2 separate regions of the Sus scrofa genome follow, and region 1 is linked to region 2. Evidence: chromatin contacts called from public Hi-C data. All regions are on one chromosome and are shown on one strand. Each heading gives the region's core, a stretch centred on a gene start, on an enhancer-like site or on the middle of the called end of the contact. The rest is flanking DNA. Distances are from core to core; before and after follow the strand shown. Region 1 holds the start of SCAF1 (splicing factor, arginine/serine-rich 19). Region 2 holds the start of RPL13A (ribosomal protein L13a).

Region 1 (3,785 bases), core at 992-3,491, 120 kb after region 2:
CCAGTGTCTCCTCCCAGGGGAAGATCCCGGTTCCAATCCGGCTGCTGAGACGCTGCCCCGCCCGCAGGCGGGGCCCCTCCCTTCCTGCCTGGGTCCCGGCCGCCTCCATCCAGGCCCTGGGCCAGCTTTGGGTCTGCCCCTGGGTGCAAGGGGCCCAGGGCTTGGGGCCTTTCTCTACCCAGACAGGAGCTCCCATGCACGCGCTGTCTGGGGTCTCTTCAGGGGTCTGGGGCCCAGGGACCTCAGGGGTGGCATCCCTGGAGCAGACACCTTTCTAGGGTTTCTCCCAGGTGGGAGAGTTTCCCCTGGGGAAAGGGGTGGAAGTTTCCTGGGCAAGGGTGGATTTTCAGAAGAGAAGGGGTGATCTGGCAGCTGCTGGGGGTCCGAAGGCTGCATCCTGCCTGTCGTGGAGGGTGCTTGGTAAGGGGCAGTGCAGGGGCCTGGCCCTGGGGGGTTTAGGGGTGTGTCTGCAGAGTAAACCGGGAGAAGCTCAGGTGGGCGAACTGGGGGCTGGAGAGCATGGGGGAGGGTTGTCATAGAATATAAGTACATGTCTAGAGAGTCGTAGAGACCTGGAGATACATTTAAGAGGTCAGAGAAACTCCAAAGGAGCAGGTCTTTCTGGAGGTGTCAAGACTCTGGGGGCTTCTTCCATGGAAATGATCTGGGGGCTAACCAGAATTTCTGAGAGGGGCTCAGGAGATCAGAGTGGAGGAAAACTCACGACGGAGGAGTGGATGGTTTTCCTTGAGGAAGGGTAGGGGTCTGGATCTGGTGGGATGGGGGATCCCCAGAACTTGGAGTCTTAGTGGGAATGGCCAAGGGGCAGGATCTTTTTGCAGTCTCTTGGGTCTGAGGGGGTCTCCCTGAGGACAGGGGTGGGATGGAGTCCTAGATGGATCTCAGGGGCCAAGTCTGGGCATAATTTCTACTTTCTGGTGGAGGTCTCTGAAGGGGCTAAACAGCCAGGTTGGGGTAATGTCAAGGGCATTCTCCCAGTTACTGAGCGGCTCAGAGGGGAAGCTGAGGTCAGGGATTTGGGAGAGGTAGGGCTCAGGGTGCGAGGAGGTGGCCCCGAGCGGGGTGGGGGCCCATGAGAATGCTTAGGGTCTAAATGGGTTGACTCTTCTGGATTTAGGGTGCTCCCAGGAGGCATCCAGGGTCAGGTCAGCAGAGGAGCGGGGCTTTGGATACTTGGGGTAGGGGTGGTGGGTCTCAGGATACAAGGACAGGAGGAAGGTCCCTCATGTAGGGGGTGGAGGCCCTGAGGGGCTCAGGGTCACATCTGAGGGGACATTTTTAAGATTAGAAAGCCTCATAAGAGGGTCTCAGTGATGGATGGAGGGGAAGCCGGAGTCTTGGGGATCCCGCCAAGGGCTCAGGTCTGGGTGGGTCCCGGGGGCACCCCCCGGGGTGAAGGTCCACTACCTGGATGAACTGGATGGTCAGCGCGCTCTTGCCCACGCCGCCGCCGCCCACGACCACCAGCTTGTGTGTCTCGCTGGGTGGGGGGTCCCCGGGTCCCGGCCCCCCGCCCCGGGGCCGCCCCCGCCCTGTCCCGGACGCCGCCCCGCTGCTCATGTCGCTGCCGCTGCCGCCGCTACCGCCTGGGGCGGGGGGGGGGACCGGGCGGGGCCTAGGGGCGGACCACGTTAATAAGGGTACTGCATAAACATGAGCTCCAGCAAGAAGGGCTCCTTACTTGGGACACTTAGAGGCAGGCAAGACCTGGGAAAAGGAGGAGCTATGCTAATACGGATAGGAGTACGGCTGTCGCTGAGAAGGGGAATTCCGAATGGGGCGGGAACATGCTAATGAGAGAACTGTGCTCACCCCGAGCAGCGCCACGCGCTCTCGGCTGGCGGGCCGGGGGGGCGGAGCCATGCTAATAAGAGTTCTTATTCTCTTCGTAGACGGGTCCGGAAAATCGTTCGGGGTGGGACTATGTAAATGAGAAACCCTGTGTTGCAGCTAGCTTCTCAGGGTACCGTCCCCGAGGCCTTGTTCTAGTAGGCGGGGCTTGAGTCTTGCGCACGCGGCCGTATATAGGCGCGCTCTGAGGAAGGAGCGAGTCCTGAGGGGAAATTAACCTCTGTCCTGGGACCCAAGCCAAGCTCCCGACTCTGGCATCTGGGTTGGGTGATGGAGGCTCCGCCCGCTACGGGACCCAGGCTTCCGGTTCCCGCTGTCCCAGCCTAGCGGAAGACAGACTGGGAGGGGAGATGGGGCCCTGGAGGGGGGCCAGCGGGTAACCGGGAAGGGAGGGGCCGTGAGATCACTGCATTCCTAATTCATGAGCCAGCTCGCCCAAGCGGGGACGCCTGGGTTATGAAGGGTCTAGGGTCAGGATTTCCGAGTCTTGAAGGAGGAGAAAGCCCAGGACCCAGACCCCTGGGTCGCAAGGAGAGATTGTGACTGGAGGTTTGGACTCCTGGGTCCTGGAAGGAGGAGTTCTGGAGGTCCTTGCTTCTAGATTGCTGAGGGCCCGGACTCATCGGTCCGAGGGCTGAAGGAGCGGGGGGACCCAATATTCTGGATCCGAGGGAATTGGAATGGGGTACCCGAACCCCTGTGTTCGCGTAAGGCGTTTGAGACCAGGAATGGTCTGAGGGAGGCATGAAGGCCCGACTCCTGGATCTAAGAGGAAGGAGGGCTCGGACTTCTGAGGGAAATGTGAGTCCGGACCCCTCGGCTCTGAGAGGAATCGGATTTGGATTTTTCTGTTGTAAATGAGGAGGAAGCTGTAGGGCCGGGCTTCTTGGTTCTAAATTTAGAGAGAACTTGGGCATCAGGATTCTGGGATCCCCAGAATGTGGGCGGGGCAACTTCCAGCCAGTCCTGCTTCCCCCCCCCCCACGGCTCACTCCGCGGAACTACAACTCCCTTGCACCTGTCAGGCTGAGCGCTCTTTACGGCACTTCCTTTTCCGCTGCTCTTTCCGCGCGCGTGCAGGGCACTATGGGGCTTAATCGCGCGCTACCGCAACCCCGCCCACTTCACCCCTCATCCCCTCGCAGTCCCCGCGCGGCGGAGGCGACGCGCGGACTACGTCTCCCGGCGTACGTCGCGCGCACCCGGCCCATCTGCCCCGTTGACTGCTGGGAAACTGAGTCCGAAGCCTTCCCACCAGCCTTCACGGCACGGTGCTCGGTACTTGAAGTCCCGGCAAGCTCGGCGGCGTTTTAGCTCCTCCTTTCTCCTCCCTTTGCTCGCGAGCCCCGCCCCAGCCCGCCCCGCCCCGCGCCGGGGCCGGAGCCGCAGCCCGAGCGGCGGGGTAAGATGGCGGCGGCGGTCCGAGCGGCGGGGCTCGGGCCTATCGGGGTGGGCGGGGCGGAGTCGGGTCGCTACTTGTCCCGGGGTCCTCCCGACACGCCGCGGGGCCTGGAGGGCTTAGCGGGTCGGCCTTGGGCCCGGTAGCGGCGGCGGAGCCTGGCGCCGAGCGGGGGGCCTTCTCGAGGCCCCGGGACGGGTCTGGGGTGCCGGGGGGCATGGACCGGGCGTCTCCTAGAGGACTAGGGGCGTCCACAGGACCTGGACCGAGACTGAAGCCTGCCCTCCGTCATATAGCTGGCTTGGGTCATTTCTGTAGGCACTGTTGAATGTCTTTATAGGCTGACCCGAGGCTAGAGTCTGTTTGGAGGGTTCTGGGGCCATCTTGAGATCTTGAGATATGTCCCAGGGGTGAAGGAGGTCTGCAGGAGCTGGGGAGTATCTGCAGAGCCACCTATGGCTGGGGTATATCTCCTAGGGCTGAGCAGTGTGTACATGGGCTGACCTGAGAATGC
Region 2 (3,954 bases), core at 96-2,595:
CAACACACAGTGAGAGCTCACTGTGAATGGAGCTGTTTGGGGCCCCGAGTCTGTGCTGAGCCCTGAGCATGGGCCTTCTTCTCCTCTGACCGTGGAGCCTCAGACAGCCCACGAGTCATCTACCATCCCGTTTTACAGAGGAAGACGCCGAGGCCCAGAGAGAGGAGTCACCTGCCAGAGGACACAGAGCGGAACTTGGAGGAAATCAGTTAGAGACTGGTCCCTTCCTTGGCCACGCTGCCCCTGTTACTGTCTCCCCAGGATGGAGGCAACGCCAGCACCCGACCCCGGCCCCACCTTCCCCCCTCTGTACAAAGCCCTTAGCCCCAGGAAACTGTATATAAATCATTCTTTTCTGCCAGCTCTAGCCTGGCCTGTCTGTGAGGGGACAGGGTGTGGATGGCGCAGTTTGGGTTTGGGTGTTGGTTTTGCAGTTAAGGCAACGTTTCATTCAGGACCTACTTTCTGAGGTTCCTGGGGGCCCAGAGGTTGGGACCAGCCCTCTCAGGGTTCCTGGTCCCTGGAGAGGACAGGGACACAGAGGGCCCTGAGTACAGGATTACACACGCTCTAATGGAAGCGGTATAGGCAACTGTGGGAGCCCAGAGAAGGGACCTGAGCCAGCCTGAGCTATCATGGAGGCTCTCTGGAGCAAAGAACTCAGGCCGCATCTTAGAAGGTGGGGTGGAGGGGAGGCCATCCCAGCCGAGTGGCACAGCCAAAGCAAAAGCTTTGTCCAGAGAGTCCGAAGCTCATTGTGGGGCACTCAGGCATCCAGAAGTCATGCCTTCAAACATGAGACCTCATCGGGAAGATTAGCTCCATCTGCTTGACACATGGGGACGCTGAGGCCCAGATACGGCCAGGGATTTGGCCAGGTCGCAAGGAAGCCAAACAGGCACCGGAATCCAGATCTCTAAGCCTAGACTGAGAGCTGCCACCACGCGCCCAGCAGCCAGTCATTGCTCTAGGGAGTAACTGCCTCTCTCCTCCCGCCTTCCCGGCGCTCGCCTCCAGCCCTGGGCCCACCCCGCTTTCTGCAAACCCCGCGGGCAGCTCGCGCGAGGATTGCTAGCCCCTCAGAAATACCGGGGCGGAGGCTGGAGGGCCCCGCCCCAGCAGGGCCGCCCCCTACCCCAATGCGATCTCTCCCGGTATAGCCGTGGACGCCCAGGTCGGATGGGAACGACACTGATTGGTCAGCCAGAAGAAGACCCGCCTTGCAGTGGGGCCTTTCTGCGCACGCGCTCGACACTCTGGCCAATGAAAAGACGGGAAACGGCCTTTGTTGCGTCACTTCTTCCGCCCCTGTTTCAAGGGATAAGAAACCCTGCGCCAAGAGTTCCTTCTTTCCCAGGCAGCTGCCGAAGATGGCGGAGGGGCAGGTATCGGCTCCGCGCGGGCTGGGGCGGCGTGGGGTCGGGGTCGTGCAGGTCGGGCCGAGGTTGGACCTCTTTTCCCCCGCAAGTGTGCTGTGGAAGGAATTTAGGATCGATAACTGACCAAAACAGAAAGCCATTAGGGTAAGAGGAGTCCAAAACGGCTATTTAAGATGGCTTTTGCGTTCTGGGCTGGCCAGGATGCGGCGTCGTTCTTCCCTTGAGGAGCCGTGTTAGGGCCTTCAGCACAAGAAAGGATACTTAAAAACTAGGTCTCGTTTACCTTGTTCTTGGCCCAAGTAGACCCTTGTGTCCCCAGCGCTGGGGAAGCACGCGGAAGGCCGCCCCGCGGCGGCAGAGGATTGGCCAAAATGGAGGGTACTTAGGCCCGGCCAGAGCCGTGGGTTCCTTCGGCCTCCTGGGTTCTTCCCCAACTGTGGGTATTTTGGCAGGAAATCTTTTGCAGTGGATTGAGAAAACTGCCTACAGGGCATGCGGGAGCCAACTGGTTTTTGTCCCTCTGCTTCGGGGTTGATGGAGTCCTGCTGGTGCTGAGGACTGGGATGGAATGTTCTACCGCTCTCCACATCTTTTGCCCTTAAGCACCTGGAGGCCCTCAAGGAAGGCAGCAGCAGCCGTGCTCTGACTGCCTGATTTCTTTGTGTGACTTCTTGGATAATAAAAGGAGGATGGTTCTGGAGGGGGTCTGCACGTGATGGGTCTATGGTTAGGGAGGGAAAACCAAGTTTGGAGCCAGGCATATGATAGGGTTCTCAGAACATGCGTCCCGGCTTTTACGGTGTCTGGCACAGCTTGCGTTATGTTTTGTGTAATTCGTTTAATTTATCGCAGTGTTCCTGAGGCTGGTATTGGAGATTGGAGGGTTCTGATTGATCAAAGTCACATTGGCAGGGAATCTGGCTTTAGCGTCGGTAGCCTTTTACGCTGCTTTTCAACAATCCCAACTTGTATAGCAAGCACCTGATACGGGGACTTTGACTCTTGACAAGCCATGGATTAAGCAGTTGACCAGTTCACACTCGGAGACACAGGGCCAGCATGGGTTTTTTTGTCTCGCATCACCCACCCTGAACCTTGGTTTTCTTCGCTTTGACATTCATGCAGCAACCCTTTGAGATAGGGACGGGATGGGATTCTGTCAAGATTTTACAGCTTGCATCCAGGTCCCACGTTCTCCCTGGATGCTCAGTGTGGCCACGGTTGGTTCGCATTGTAGTTTCTTTTACCATCAAACGTAATCTGAGTACAGAAATTCCTGCCAATTGAGCAAGCTGGAGGGGAACTCTTTGGTATCTTAGCTCACTCACCAGGATCCTGAGTTAGTTGTTGACCTTCTTGGCCTCATCTGTAAAGGGAACCTTGGGTCTCATGCCAGCTTAGCAGGCACCCTGGGAAGCGGGTGAAATGAACACGTAGGAAGGAATGATGGAGGTGGGGGTGTCAAGGCAGGCTGTGGGCGCCTCTGAGCCCTCTCATCCTATCTCCAGCAGGTGCTGGTGCTCGATGGCCGAGGCCATCTCCTGGGCCGCCTGGCGGCCATTGTGGCCAAGCAGGTACTTCTGGGTAAGTCTGCCCTTGGTCCACAGCTCCCCTGGATCTGAGCTCCAAGGTCAGTGATGAGCAACAATCACCATCTTTCGTTTGAGTCTCACGACCATGAGATCAACCCCATGCACCGCTCTGAGACCTGCCAGCCGCCTCCCCTCCCGGGTTGGGGGCTCTGCGTTCAGACATTTTTCTGTGGGTCCAACAGATTGAACGTTCTGCCGAGTAGTGCTCTGTGACTGGGCAGGAGACTTCCCCGCCTGCCCTGTGCACTGTGGCCAGTTTCAGGCAGGAAGGGGTCTCCTTTCTTTCAGGGTCCTGGGTAACAGGCGGGTCCTTAACCTTTCCCCTCCTTGACGCCTGGTTTTCCATTCACTCTAGGCCGGAAGGTGGTGGTTGTGCGCTGTGAGGGCATCAACATTTCTGGCAATTTTTACAGAAACAAACGTAAGTTAGGGCCTGCAAAGAGGGCTGGAGAGGGTTGGGCTGTGGGCTTCTCAGGCTTCACTGGCTCCAAAAGTAGTCCCGTTGGCAGTTGATCCAAACAGGCCCGGTACTAATGGTTGTGCCCTGGGGGGACTTGGCGTCCGGCGTCCGACTGCAACTTAGACATGCTCCTCTCTGACAGTGAAGTACCTGGCCTTCCTCCGCAAGCGCATGAATACCAACCCGTCCCGAGGCCCCTACCACTTCCGAGCCCCCAGCCGCATCTTCTGGCGGACGGTGCGAGGTGAGCTGGGCCTGAGGGTGGGGGGGTGACAGGGCAGGTGGCCAGTGATGACTTTCCCACTTGTGTTCGAGCTTCTGGCCATGATATGACTTGGACATGCACTACCATCTGAGGCCACCCACCTGCCTGCCTGCCCACCTCGCTGCGGCAGGGTCCTCGCACGGCCCGCTGAGCAGGCCCGCTGTCCTCTGCCCCCAGGCATGCTGCCCCATAAGACCAAGCGAGGGCAGGCCGCCCTGGACCGTCTCAAGGTGTTCGATGGGATCCCGCCACCCTATG

Evidence for each region. A called contact is a pair of places that touch in the nucleus more often than the background predicts.
Region 1: a Hi-C map of liver shows a contact between it and region 2, with 5 times the contacts expected there. The contact joins the promoter of SCAF1 here to the promoter of RPL13A in region 2. A contact is called at or near these places in 1 of 5 promoter capture datasets (fetal skeletal muscle), 5 of 47 Hi-C or Micro-C datasets (embryonic fibroblasts, heart right ventricle, liver and 1 more) and 2 of 2 datasets of contacts at active chromatin or transcription factors (alveolar macrophages and skeletal muscle).

Annotation. Positions count from the first base shown.
Region 1 is chr6:54,683,096-54,686,880 of Sscrofa11.1, forward strand. It overlaps SCAF1 (splicing factor, arginine/serine-rich 19), which reads left to right and starts at 2,242. Exons shown (of 12, transcript XM_003127346.5): 1 at 2,242-2,673. The coding sequence starts at 2,617. It overlaps RRAS (ras-related protein R-Ras), which reads right to left and starts at 1,619. Exons shown (of 6, transcript XM_003355998.3): 1 at 1,429-1,619. The coding sequence starts at 1,581.
Region 2 is chr6:54,563,448-54,567,401 of Sscrofa11.1, forward strand. It overlaps RPL13A (ribosomal protein L13a), which reads left to right and starts at 1,346. Exons shown (of 8, transcript NM_001244069.1): 1 at 1,346-1,385; 2 at 2,891-2,963; 3 at 3,327-3,392; 4 at 3,574-3,675; 5 at 3,874-3,954. The coding sequence starts at 1,371.